Regions from separate parts of the Rattus norvegicus genome. Here region 1 is linked to region 2. A link is a contact called in public Hi-C data. All regions are on one chromosome and are shown on one strand. The core of a region is the stretch at or near the end of the contact, and the rest is flanking DNA. Distances in the headings are between cores, read along the strand shown. Region 1 overlaps Lrrc40 (leucine rich repeat containing 40). Region 2 has its middle 140 kb from the start of Ptger3.

What was found. A called contact is a pair of places that touch in the nucleus more often than the background predicts.
Region 1: a contact with region 2 is called in a Hi-C map of liver, with 3 times the contacts expected there. The contact joins two enhancer-like sites. A contact is called at or near these places in 6 of 12 Hi-C or Micro-C datasets (the A7r5 cell line, the Rat2 cell line, Schwann cells and 2 more).

The regions. Positions count from the first base shown.
Region 1 is chr2:249,789,483-249,796,521 of GRCr8, forward strand. It overlaps Lrrc40 (leucine rich repeat containing 40), which reads left to right. Exons shown (of 15, transcript NM_001034926.2): 15 at 1-415. It also overlaps a transcript of Lrrc7 not described here. Among named protein-coding and RNA genes, the nearest start is that of Lrrc40, 33 kb to the left of the region's middle. Within about 2 kb of position 4,604, at least 14 of the 93 cell types and tissues checked have an H3K27ac peak or open chromatin away from gene starts, as enhancers often do. A contact at or near this core is called in liver, where this site is marked.
Region 2 is chr2:249,400,760-249,407,116 of GRCr8, forward strand. It overlaps a transcript of Ptger3 not described here. Among named protein-coding and RNA genes, the nearest start is that of Ptger3, 140 kb to the left of the region's middle. Within about 2 kb of position 4,507, at least 4 of the 93 cell types and tissues checked have an H3K27ac peak or open chromatin away from gene starts, as enhancers often do. A contact at or near this core is called in liver, where this site is marked.

The sequences.
Region 1 (7,039 bases), core at 3,354-5,853, 390 kb after region 2:
AGTGCCACTGCATGTTTATGTTTAGAGTTTTGGGTTTGACTTTAAAAAAAATTATTTTTAAATGTTTTGGGTGTCCTTTATTCCAATGTGGTACATCTTATTTCTAAAACCTTGGTTCTGAAATCTGCTTACAGTCGGATTAAAACTAGACTGGCAGTTTTACCGTAATTTTCTAAAAAGGGGTTAGATATATGTAAACTTGATTTAATAAAAATCCAAATATAAACATTGTTGTTTACACTGAAGTTATCAGATGCAGCTCTTACAGCCGTCCTGATTCATCATGTGATTGTGTCAGCATGCAGAGGGCGGAGATAGGGACCATATGGTGGTTGAGGTTGTTGACCTTAGGGAAAGTCAGTGCTAATAAACATACATGCTTCATGTTCATAATAAAAGTTACATATTTAAGGTATTGATACAGTGTTTTTGTTTTAAAAAGAAACACACATCTTTACTGTGTCCTAAGCTCAGAATCTGCTTCCATAGTAAACCAGACATCGTGTAATAAGGTGACATTTTATTATTTATACAATAGACTTTTATGATATTCAAAACACTTTTTTTAAATTCTGAAAAAATTGAGTACAACAGAACCTAAAAATGGCTCTGCTATACACCACACAGCGCTATTACCTGTACAAAGCGCATCTGTAGATGCTTCCAGACGACACCCTACCCTTAACCCCTCGTGTCAGAACGTAAGACACAGCTGGAGAGTACAGATCACACTTGCAAAGTCACTGGCTTGGCAAAGTTGAAATACAGGTTAGTGGGACTTTGCACATAAAGTTAAACAGCTTTCAAGGTTGTTATGGTCTCATATGGCAAAAAACCATGAAGTACATTCACAATCTAAGTTAATAAAGTAATAAGTGTTTCTTCATTCAGTTTTATTTACACCAATATGTAGTTTAACTAAAAAGTACTGTTAATCATGGTACATTGGTTTTTTAACACATACAAAAATGACAATTTTTATATATAATTTTAAGCTGAAAATCACAATTATCTCAAAATATTAATTACAATACAGCCAGTTCAATTAAACATGTCATGGTTTGATTTTTTTTAATAAAAAATGGTAAACTTTATTATTAAAGTAAGCAATTTGTTTTGATTGGCTAGAGTACAACCAAGTAGAAAATCTAAATGTGATGTGTGAGGTGTTTGCTGCCCCTCCCACCCAGTTTGTATACAGCCACCTAGGCTAGCAAAGAGACAGAAAAGGCCCCGGTTTATAAATATTGAGCCTCGTTTGCTAAACTGCCTTGGCTTCTTGGTTCTTCCATAAAAGCTCTACAAAGGGCATGTCCATAGACTGCAGTGAAATGCATGCAATATATACAGCGTGTAGAATTCAGCTCACTGACACACATCAGAATGTCCACATAGACAGCAAAAGATGGACAGAAGGAACACTCACCTGCCACCTGTCATCAGCTAGATCGGAATGAGGTCCCAGTTCTGGTTCTGAGGGAGGATTACTACAGTTACTGCAGATGTGTTACCTGGGTACTGCACTTATGGTAGTGAAGCCAGATCCCATCAGAGAGTATGGTCAAGAGACCCAAAGCTGCGTCACCACTTAGGAATTTCTCTCATGACATTTATGAAATGAAATATTTCATTAACTGGCTTAGATGACCTCAGAAATTTTTATGTGTTTGACACATAAAATATTTACAGAATAATGAAATAGATTCATCTCATAAATTACTGAGGGCAAAAATCATCAATCTGATAGTTTTGAAAGTGAAAAATAAATTTCATGAATATTTTTAAAAAATCGTCTGCAGTGTGTTTGTATAATTCTTTACAAACCTCTTGGAACCCCACCATTGTCTTCCTTCAGAATTACTTTTCTGATGCTTAGTATTTCTTTCCTGAAAAGAATGAGACTACAGTTGAGTTTCTCATACACAGCCGAGAGTGAGAGAGTGAGGTACCCTTGGGTGGCTGTAAGTAGGAAAGAAAAGTCTGGTTCTTGCTATAACCTGTAGTGACCTTGCAGTGACCGTACCCTTTTGAAGTTCAATAGATATATCTACCTCTGGCTTCCTGCCAGCCCTGGACAGAGTCCCTTCATGTGTAAACAGTTTCACATTCTCAATCAGCCTTCAGTCCCTTCTATTCACTGAATACAAAAAGACCTTAATTGATTCTTCCAACAAAAGTGCGTTTGCCTGTCGGTTACATCTGTCTTTACTCCAAACGTACCACAGTAAGGCTTGCTCTTTAGAGGAGGGAAGCAAAGAAAATGTCTAATTATTGGAGCAGGAATATGAAACATTCCTTGCAGTCTGTTGACACTGACATCAAAACAAAGTTCCCTAAGAGTTACACAGCACTTAGCAGTCCTGATCTAAGCCAGATGTCCTCTCCCTGGTCTGAGACCATTGTGTGCCCTCTGAGTGGAAGAACAAGTATTGGAAATAATACTTATTTCAATAGTACATTTAAGCAAATACGGGAAATTCTTTATCTGCCTGAGAGATTCGTCTTGGTTTTTTCCAGAGACTTCAAAAACAAAACCATCTAAGATTTCCCGACTAACTGTAGTAGAGGCATGGAGAGCTATGAGAAACAATGTGGTTTGTCCATGTGTCAAGTACCTTCCTTAGTCTAGCTATCAGGCGGTTCGGCTGACCTGCAGTGCCCAGGCATTATGCAACCTCGAAACTCCAGCTGTGCAAAACAAACTAGCAAAGAAAAATGCGTGTCTAAGAGACACAAAACCTGAGTTGCAATAAAAGGTTTTAATAAACTTCTTAATATAGGAAAATAACCTTTGAACAGCCAAAAATACATTTATACAAGCGGCTTAGTGCTTAAGTGTCTCATAAGACTAAGCAAAAAGATCATTTACATTTGATCGTTTTTCCTAACTGTAGTTGAGATAACCACCTTTTATTTAATATCTATTTCATTCCCCTGAATTCATCAGTTTTTCTTTAAAAAAAAAAATCTACACATATCTGGGTAAGTCCTTCTGACGGTAGACCTGTTGCTTCTGGATACTGAAGCAGTGGTTGGGACTGCCAATGTCAAGCCATGATGGAGCCTAAAGCTTAAAACAAACGTTTAATCTTGGGGTTGGGCTTTCTGCCTATTCCTCTTACCTTTATCTCTACATTCCATTTCTTTAGCTTCAGTGGGCCTTTTACGTGCTAGTCCTTCCTATGTAGCCCACACTGGCCTCAAACTTGTAATCCTCCTGCCTTTGACCTCCATTGCTGGGATCGTATGCACACATGGCCAAGCTTGATGCAATCGCTTGCTCTTACACACTTGGTCACAAATTGTCTGAACCGAAGCAGCCCCCTCCCCCATACAGGGAGCATGTCGCCTGCTTTCCACCGGAGTCTGCTCCTTTTCAAGAGCTTAGAGCTTGCTTGGCCTTTTTGCCATTGACTTACTGGGAGGAAAACTGCTTAAGTGCCTCTCCTCTCCTCTCGCCATCAGACACTGATGTGAGGCTCGTTTCAGGGCATGTCGATTTCCTCAGACACACCGGGTGGTTTTGATAGAGATTGAAAGTTGTCTTCTGTACATCCCTGATAGACACATTCACATTTTTGACACTTGGAATGGGGAAGCCATGAGAACCCAAAGGTTAAATCCTTGAAGCTGTAGCTGCCTGGAAGGCCTCTGCATGTTTTTGTTTTTGTTTGCTTTTTTTTTTTTTTTTTTTTTTTTTTTTTCTGTAAGAGCTTTGCTGGGGGATGGGATAGGAAATCAATATAAGAGGTAAGAAGATGTCATTAGCAAGAGAACTCCAGTCTTTGCATGTTCAGGTGGCACTTGCCTGGAAAGGAATTTATATTGTGATCAACGCTAAGAGTTACACTTTCTCTGCCAACAGACCTGTTGTCATGGGAACTAATGCACGAAAATGAAAATATGACAAAGAGTGAAGAATTAAATTGGAAAAAAATGATAAGGAGTTATTTCTACATTGCCATTTAAGCCTTTGGGATTTAAAATGTTACTCATCTGGTGAGATCAATGAAAATGGCCAGAATGACTTGGCAGATGCAGGAAGAAAGCAGCAAGCCTATTTGGTTAAAGGAACTCTGTAAAACTTAGTTCCTTCCCTGATAAGTTAAGGTTTTCAGCCCCTATGTGAATTGTGTGGGTAAGCAGGCAGCCTGCAGAAGACTTACAGCCTGGCGTACCACCTGACAGGATTACTGCATACCTCACTTTATTGCTTGAAGCAGCCTCCCAAGAAAAAGCCAGAGAACATCAACAAAAGCCATGATTTAAAAATCCTCCCTTTCCCCTGTCAGGCAACCACCTGAGAATTTAGTTTTCAGGGAAATAAGAATTTATTTCTCTTCCCTTGCTCAAAGGCTCCCTGAGCTGTTGTCATCTTCAAGCCAGCCTGCTGGGAAGTTGGCAGTGAGGACCTAGCAATTTCAACCCTGATATGGGTTGTGAGTCTGCATTTGTGCTCCTGTGAGCCACTCCCCTTGTCCTCCTAGCTTCCCCAAAAAGCTACTTTTCCTTCCCAAAAGCTACTTTCACAAGCCTTGGCTACGACAGATCCTAAAATGCACCATGACACATGCAGAAGGTCCAAGGGAGGTCACTCAGCCGCTTCTGAGAGCTGATTTCCAAATCATAGCGACGGCTTTCATTTGCCCTCACCTAGTGAGTGACCTTTCAAATACACATTACAAAACCGACCATTACATTCACCAGGCATGGAGTCTGAGCAGTATGGACAGTTGGAGCTAAGCTATGGTCAGGAAGTGATCTTCAGTGTCTAACAGAAAATAATCTGACTGAAGCAGCACCCTGCGAAACATTTCTCTAGAAGCCTTGATTTAGCTGTGACTTCCTGACCTTCCTCTAACCTTCCTCTAGCTGTTCCTCTAACCTTCCGTTAGAGCTCCTTACTAAAGCCTTTGACAATGTTCAGAGTTCTTCAGAGACTTCTGGAATCTGTGAGGGACCTGGCCACTCAGGATGATAAACAGGTTGGAGCACAAAATCTGGTGTATGGAGACTAAATGTCTTTCTATTCCTACCACCAATGAAGGTCAGGATTAAATAATCCAATGAGGGACTAATCCTGACAGCCCCATGGAGCGCTGCTGTTACTGATCATTCTTTGGGGTAAACCTGAGCCCCTCTGAGAGGCCACCCATCTACTGTGTATAGGAATTTTACCACATCCATCCCACAGACGAATGTTCCAAACCATGAGAACTCCTGTAAGGTGCTAAGAACTAAGATTCTAGTCCACTTTCTTCTGCATGTGTGTCTTTGGTTTTATCACATGTGTGCATGTATCTGTGGGGAGGCCTAAAGTTATTGTCAAATATTTTCCCCAATCTCTTTCCACCTTATATTTAGGAGAGCAGGGCCTTCCATTTGAAGTCAGAGCTAATCCAGCTAGCACTGTTGTGTGGTGTGTGTGTGTGTGTCTGTGTGTGTGTGTGTGCGCGCGCGCTGTCACTTGTCTTTGCTTTCTGAGACAAGGAATGATAGGAGGCTGTCATGCCTGCCCAGATTTATATGTTTTCTGAGGGTCCTGACGTAAGCCCTCATAGTTGTGCAGTCAACCCCTTACATACTGAGCCATTTCCCAAGGCTCTTCTCTATTTTTTTTTCAAACATTTAATTTCTTCTCTCCATTTCTTTGGTGGCTGTTTAAGAGATTCTCTGTGATGTCAGATGCCTTAGTGTGGCTGACACAACTTGGAGTTGCTTTTATCATTTGTCATGTATCAGTACACCATTAAAAATAAAAAAGAACAGTCTGTTTAACAAAGTATATTGTTTTTCACTTCCCCAAATGTTTGGGTGATTCTAAAGTCTGGTTTAAGAGATGACAGTGTCCATGGAGCAGGAACTATCAACTTTCTACAACAAGTAGACTTTCCGTTACTGGCCAATACAGCTGTGGGGTGTGTTTCAGTGCCTCCCAACCTAGATATCTAGAATGCTTAAAGTAGTACCTGGAGGTCAGGAAATACTTTAAGTATTTTCAAAACTCAATCTCATTAATTTTTTATTTTCTTGGAGTTTTTGAGACAGGGTTTCTCTGTTAGCCCCGGCTATCCTGGGACTCATTCTGTAGACCATGTTGGCCTTGAACTCCAATATCCACCTGCTTCTGCCCCCAAGTGCACAATCTCGTTTTCAAATGCAGCTATGTTTCTGCTAAACATTTCCTAACTTAATACACAGATACACTAAGTCACTCTAGCTCTTCACCATCAAGGGTAGCTGTGTGATCACATCTGAATGCATCCTAAGTTACTACTGCTGCCCCAACCCTGGACTACTCAAGGAAGTAAAACAAACAAACAAAAAACCAAAAAGCCCTGTTCTTCTTGCCATGTAACACAATGGCAGGAGAGACTTTGTGTGGGAACTTGGGGAGTTATCGATAATGTGGATAAGACAGCTGAAAGGGTCACTGCTGGACCACCCTTAGAGAAGAGTCCTCTAGGACCAAACACTAATAACTTCAGCTGCTTATGAGCTGTCCACGAGGCATTTACAGGAAAGCTAGTTCTGCGAAATCTGTTTTTTATTTTTTCAGCCAATTTTATTATCTTAGGTGCAGTTTAAATTGCACTTCTTGTTGGCCTCTCAGGGTCTTATTTTCTGTTCAAACACGGTACCTCAAGGACATAGTTGGAGCAGTAGGCCTTGGCTTTCCGGCCTTGAGAAGCCCTATTCCTACATTCTCCCTGCCTTTGATCCTCAAGGGAAGCTTCCCTCAAGCACTGAATGAAAAGGAATAGCAATCCAGGCCTAATGACTCATCCTGGACAATACTGCCTCCTCTGTCTCCAGAAACTTGTCCTTTCTGGACAATGAACACAAGGGAGAAGCAAGAGCTAGTCTTCTAGATTGTCCTACTTCCATAGTACAAATCAGTAAAGCTGAAAGGAATTCTTTGCTGCTGTGTAAGAGTGAGAGGGACCGTGAGGACGTGGGCTCTGCGCTCACTCACAGTTTTCGAAGACAACGGTTTGCTAGAGTTGAGCATCTGTCTCCCCAGTTGACTGTTTCTTAA
Region 2 (6,357 bases), core at 3,257-5,756:
TTACTGCCTCATGCTCTCCTGGTGATAGCTGCTGGCTTCAGATTTCTCCTCTCCCTTCTCTCCTTTGCCCATCCCTGTCCATTCTGTCCTTGGTACTAAACAGAGATCTAATCTTGGATGCTGTCTCAGCTCCCTCTTACTTATGGTGCATCATGTCTCTCTAACCTTCAGGCTCAAGACTTGAACCCATAAAATGGCAGACAACTGTCTGCTGATGATCTGTCCGGGAGCTTCCTGTATATCCTCTAACTCTCTGACTTCAAGTATTCTCCAGAGACCCCAAACCTATTGCATTACCACATTCCCAGAGTACAGTTTATTCTCCTGCCTTGAGAGCCTGACCCCTGGGATGCCCATCAGCGCTCTTCGCATAAGGCAATGCACAGTATCTCCTTTAGTGTTCCATTATACATGGCTCTCCTGAGGCTCCTTCCCTGATCATCTCCTCTGGACTCCTACTAGGACTTGCCCCTGTGGACAGACAGTCATCTCTGTGTCAGTTGTAGGTGGTGCGTGCACAGCTGAACTGTGTTATTTCTTGGGGGTTTGTTTCCTACCTGTGTCCCAGTCTCAGGCAGGATCCGATGCGATGCATTAAAGACCAAACCCCAGCTCTGTCACATACAGTGGTGCTCAAGCAAGGTACTTACTCTGTGTAGCTTAAGTTTTATTACTTATAGAACAGCAATAACAGCTCCTGACTGCCTCATAAAGTTATCAGAGTAATGTATATAAAGTAATGTATATAAAGTGCTGTGAGCAGGAGGAAATGTTATCTCTAAAAATTACTCCAGTTGCCAGCCATGTCCTGTTAGGACACCATGTCTTAGGTGTGTCAGTTTCCCAGGTCCAGAACAGTCCCTGGCCCCAGAGCACATGTGGAATAATGTGTATTTAAAGGAAGAATGGTTTGATATTTATTTTGTTGCTCTTTGCTTGGAAAAACCCCGAGTCCCTCTGGCTTCCCTTTCTAAGATCCTTTGTGCTGAAGTTCTCCTTCCGTGGTGTCACTAACCCTTCACATATTAAACAGCAGGGTGTGAGACAGGCTGAACTGTGAGATGCTCCCACGAACAGCACACATTCCTTCTGCAGGACGCAAACATTGACTAAAAGCACATTAATTATATTGTCATGAGCATGATACTCAATTTAGGGACCTTGGGGGGGGTGTCAAGAAATTTTGCTGATATATGGGAAATGAGAAGCTCAGGGCCAGAGCACTGTCACAGAAGCTATGAGAGACGTAGGCAGCATGCGCCACATGTGCTAAGTCCTGGAGCAGAAGAAAGCAGGTGTACACAGGCCTTGTTCCTTGTCCGCTGCAACTGCTGTCTGCTTACTGCTGGGATGAGCCTTCTGCACAACTCTCAGATGTCCTGTCATGACACCTCTGAGAGCAAGAGCCTATTGTGGTTCACTGTCTGCAGAAGAATGTTGTTACTCATAACTCAGTACAACTCCTGGTCAGGGTCCAGCTTCACCTCTTATGTCACCTCTCTGTGTGCTGAGCACACACAGCAATTGTGAGCTTCTTCACACACACACACACACACACACACACACACACACACACTCACTCACTCATTTGCTCACCATTGACTGGGGCTGTTACTGTTACCACAAAGACCTCTCATCTCTGTCCTGGCTATGCGTGATGATCCCAATGTTCATTTGTTCTAGGTATGAGGTGCTTCAACTTTTTTTTATCGTCCTTTATTCTAGTCTTTCCCAAGCTATTTTCAAAACAAGTGTGTTGCTATCCACCAAGATGATTTCACAACTCAGTAGTAGATCTTGCCACTCAGCTGTAAACACAGCCCCCATTAGCCTAAAACAATTTGCGAGGACCTGTGGTTCTCGAAGGCAGCTGGCTAGGGTGGAACCCGTGCTTTGGATTTTGTTTTGGTTCTATTTTTGGCGGTCGAATTCTCTGCCTCACTTGAATTCTATCACGAGAGCAAGGTGAGGTTCTGTGTGAGCCGGTGTGTGACCCTGGGGCACATGGAGACAATCGGCTGAGCTTCCTCATCTGCAGATGGTGTAACACTTCCCTTATGCAGTGCTATCAGTATTCTGAAGTTACTGTCTTGAGCTGAACCAGATCACACACTGAGCAAAGATGGATGAGGGAAAGTATTCCAGCTGTGAGAGAGAAAAAAAAAAAAACTTCCATTAGCAAGTAAATCCATGACAAGCAGGGGAAGCTACCACCCCTGGATGTAGTAAGTGACCTTTGTGGTTAGATTGGCTTTAAAATTATACAAGGGAAGAGTGAATCTTTATAAAAACGACTCCCCAAGGGATCCAGGCTTCAAACTTGTTTTACATCTTCTATAGAGAGTTCAAGTGGAATGTTTCGATATTACTTTCATTTTAAATTTTGCATCTTCGGCTTGAGATTTCAGAATAAGAATAAAAGAAACAAAACAAAACAGAGCAAGGGGACCGTAAATCTCAGCAGCTGCCTGGAGAAGGAGGATGGAGAGAAGGAGAGAAAACCTCGGTTTCTGAGTTAGGCCTGGACATCCACAGCAGCAGACGGCAAACAATTGACTTGAATGGCTTGGAGGGAGGGAGGGAGCTTTAGAGAAAGAGTGGAGTAACCCAGAGCACCAGATAAAACATCTGGCCAGTGTCTTTTTTTTTTTTTTTTTTTTTTTTTTTCGGAGCTGGGGACCGAACCCAGGGCCTTGTGCTTCCTAGGCAAGCGCTCTACCACTGAGCTAAATCCCCAACCCCTCTGGCCAGTGTCTTAAACAAAGGCACAAAAGACAACAAAAGAGGCTCAGGAACTGTAGCAGAAGAGAGCTTACAGACTGTAAGAGTCAGAGGAGCAGGAGGTGTGCTGTGAGATTACATCTCCTAGAAGCTACAGCTATGTATATAGGATCATCAACATGGCTGCCTAAACAGGACCTGAGCAAGGCAGACACAACAGATAACAGACATGCTCATGTGAACTGGAGAAAGCTCACAGGGCCTCAACCCTACACAAAGAGCCACAACCAACTAAGGAATGTTGAGAGCAGGAGAAATGGTCTCCCAGAAAAATATAACCAACTGGTTATCTAATTCCAAGTGGTCAGCCATGAAATCACATATACACGAGTAAAGTTATATAAACTAAGCAGGTTATATTTTATATATTTAGGAATTTATGTGATATATACATATATCAACAATTAAAGAAAAAAGAAAAAGGCGTTAAGGGAAGCAGTTAGAGGAAGGGGAATAATGTAATTACATCTTAATCTGAAAAATAGAAAAATATGTAATTTTTAAAGGGTTAATCATCCTTTTTTGAGTTGGAAAGGGGGACAGACCTAACAGAATCCGAGGAAGGCTCTGGAATGACTTGCAGGGGCAAAATTTCTGTTCTGGCCAGTTTTATGTCAACTTGACACGAGCTTAAGTTATCAGAAAGGAGGGTCCTACAATGAAGAAAACACCCACAGAACATCTGGCTGTAGGACATTTTCTTAATTAGTGATTGATGGGGAAGGGCCCAGCCTTTGTGGGTGGTGCCATGCCAGGGCAGTTGGTTCTGGGATCTAAAAGAAAGAAGGCTAAGGAAGCCATGATGAGAAAATCTTCTACCTCCAGGTTTTTGTCCTGTTCGTGTTCTTGTATTGACTTCCTTCAGTGATGGATTGCAACATGGATGTGTAAATCGAACCCTAACCTTAACCCCAACTTGCTTTTGGTCATGGAGTTTCATCACAGCAATAGAAGCCTTCACTGGGACATTTATCTAAAGGGATAATTGTTCCTCCTATCCTTGGTCAGGTGACTGACCTGCCCAATGGGATTAATCTTTATGGAACACCACTGTCTCCACTCAGAGGTAGATTTCTTTCCACCAGGAGGAAATAGCTTTTATTGAATGGGCCTCCAGTGCCAACGAAACACTGTGTCAATTAAAATTGTACAACTTGCAAGAGATATGAAACTTCACAACACTGATGAAAACAAAGCCAAGGAATTGTAAGACACATAGGTGAAGAAGCCATCAAAAAGAAATTGCAGAAAACTAACAGCAAGTGACAAGCCATGTCCTCCAGGACATGGAATGGAATGTGGAAATACGTAGATAATTCCTCCAGCTCTCATTTAAAAAGCTGACCAAATTTATGGTCATGCTGCCTAGTTTAGAAGGGTGACATTGCATAGTTCACTTGGCTCACCATTCACTTTCTGACTGGCGATCTATGAATGTCAGGAGCCAAGGTTGAAGTTCAGTGTGAGGGTGGGTCTGTCTTACAGATCTCTCTGTCTCACTCTCTCTCTGTCCCTATCTCTGTGTCTCTGTCTCTGTTTCTCTCTGTCTCTCTGCCTCTGTCTCTCTCTGTGTGTCTCTGTCTCTGTTTCGTTCTCTCTCTCTCTCTCTCTCTCTCTCTCTCTCTCTCTCTCTCTCTCTCGGCCAAGGCCTGCAGAGTCAGCCCTCTCTGCTCTCAGGGCTACTGGAAGGCAGCAGGTTCTTGTTCCCATCACGTGAGTAAGTAGAAAAAGCTGAAAATACAAAGTCTCAACATCTGCTGTGTGTAACACCTCTCTGTGTTTGCTATCCAGTTGATAGTTATCAAAGTTTCGACTTACGCAAAAGCATTCACGTGAGAAAAACAAATAATCCAGTGATTTCAAAACTTCACTAGAACTTCAGTGAACATTAATTCTTCCTGCAAGAGTTTGGAGTAATTCTGTTGCTGTTTTGTTCTGCAAAGAGCTGTATTGGGTAGCTGAAACAGGTACCACCCTGCTTGACACTTGAGCAACCGTAGTTGCCAGGGTCTGGCCACTTGGATCCAATTAGGTACAGAATACCAACCTATCTGGCAGTAATGTAGTCCTAATTGTCACAACTATCTCACATAACATATTCTTTTGCCTCTAATTACCTATGAGCATAAGAGATACCAGCTTAGAACAGCTTACCTAAGTTTTCCCAAGTCTCTGGCAAACATTCTCAACTCCACAGCTCTGTTGTACAGAGACCCTTCACAGCTTTCACTGTGCTGGGCATTGATTAAGGTTCAAGTCTTTACTAATAGCAGAAGAATTGAAACCACAGTGATAAGTTTTCAGAGTACAACATGATACTATATCAATTAGAAGTACTGGTTACCTTAGGGACTGGATTTCATTTTGTGTTTTTTCCCTCTCTCTATGTTCTTCCTGAGGGTGATATACAATGAAATGAACGAAAACCATCCTCATCGAAAGGGAAAGAGCAGCTGTGATGTTCAGGCACTGAAGGTCCACTGTGGTTTGCTTCCACTGATCATTTCACAGAGATGGAAACAATTACAACCTTCCAGGCAAGAGGAAGGGACTCCTGGTGCCTCTTCTTTTGGCTATTAAGACTATTAAGATGATGAACCTCGGAAATTGGTATTTCCCCAGAAATCTCATGCTGGGAGCCTGGTGTCAGCCAGAGGGGGTACTTGCCTACCAGAAAGAGATGTCACACAATTCTGATAACTTGTCAGAACACTTTGCAGAAGAGACATGAGAACAGAGACAAAGACAGAAGGAGCTACGTCTTTGCCCCAACTGTTAAGTTATGCACACTTCTTACCCTCTATTTAAATACAGACCTCATGATGGGGCCCTTCCCATGATGCACTTGGGAAGGTGTGGTTACTAGATTTCTTTTCCAGTTTCTCTTCTGAATGAGACCATTGAATTAATCTCTTTTCCCAGCTTTTCACTATTAGTTGTCTCTTGAATTGATGTATTGAGGAGGCAGCTGAGCCTAGCATTTTAGACCTACCAGGGCATGGTGTTTGACCTCACTCCTCTGGTAACACTCTGAACTGGGTAGCTAAAACTAATGCCAGAGTTCAAAGCCAGAACAGAGAATTGGAAATAGAGGAATCTCCAATGGCTGAGAAGCACCTGAAGAAACAATCAAAGTCCTTGGTGATCATAGAAATGCAAATCAAAACCTGAGATTCCACCTCACACCAGTCAGAATGGCTAAGATCAAAATCTCAGGTGACAACACATGTTGGCAAGCATGTGGAGAAAGAGGAACACTCCTCCATTGCTGGTGGGATTGCAAACTGGTACAACCACTCTGGAAATCAATTTGAAGGTTCCTCAGAAAATTGGAAATAGACCTACCTAAAGATCCAGAAATACCACTCTTGGGAATATAACCAAAAAATGCCCCACCATGCCACAGGGACACATGTTCTACTATGTTCATAGCAGCCTTATTTGTGATAGCCAGAAGCTAGAAACAACCCAGATGTCCCATGACAGAAGAATGGATACAGAAAATGTGGATCATTTACACAATGGAATACTACTCAGCTATTAAGAACAAGGACATTCTGAGTTCTACAGGCAAAT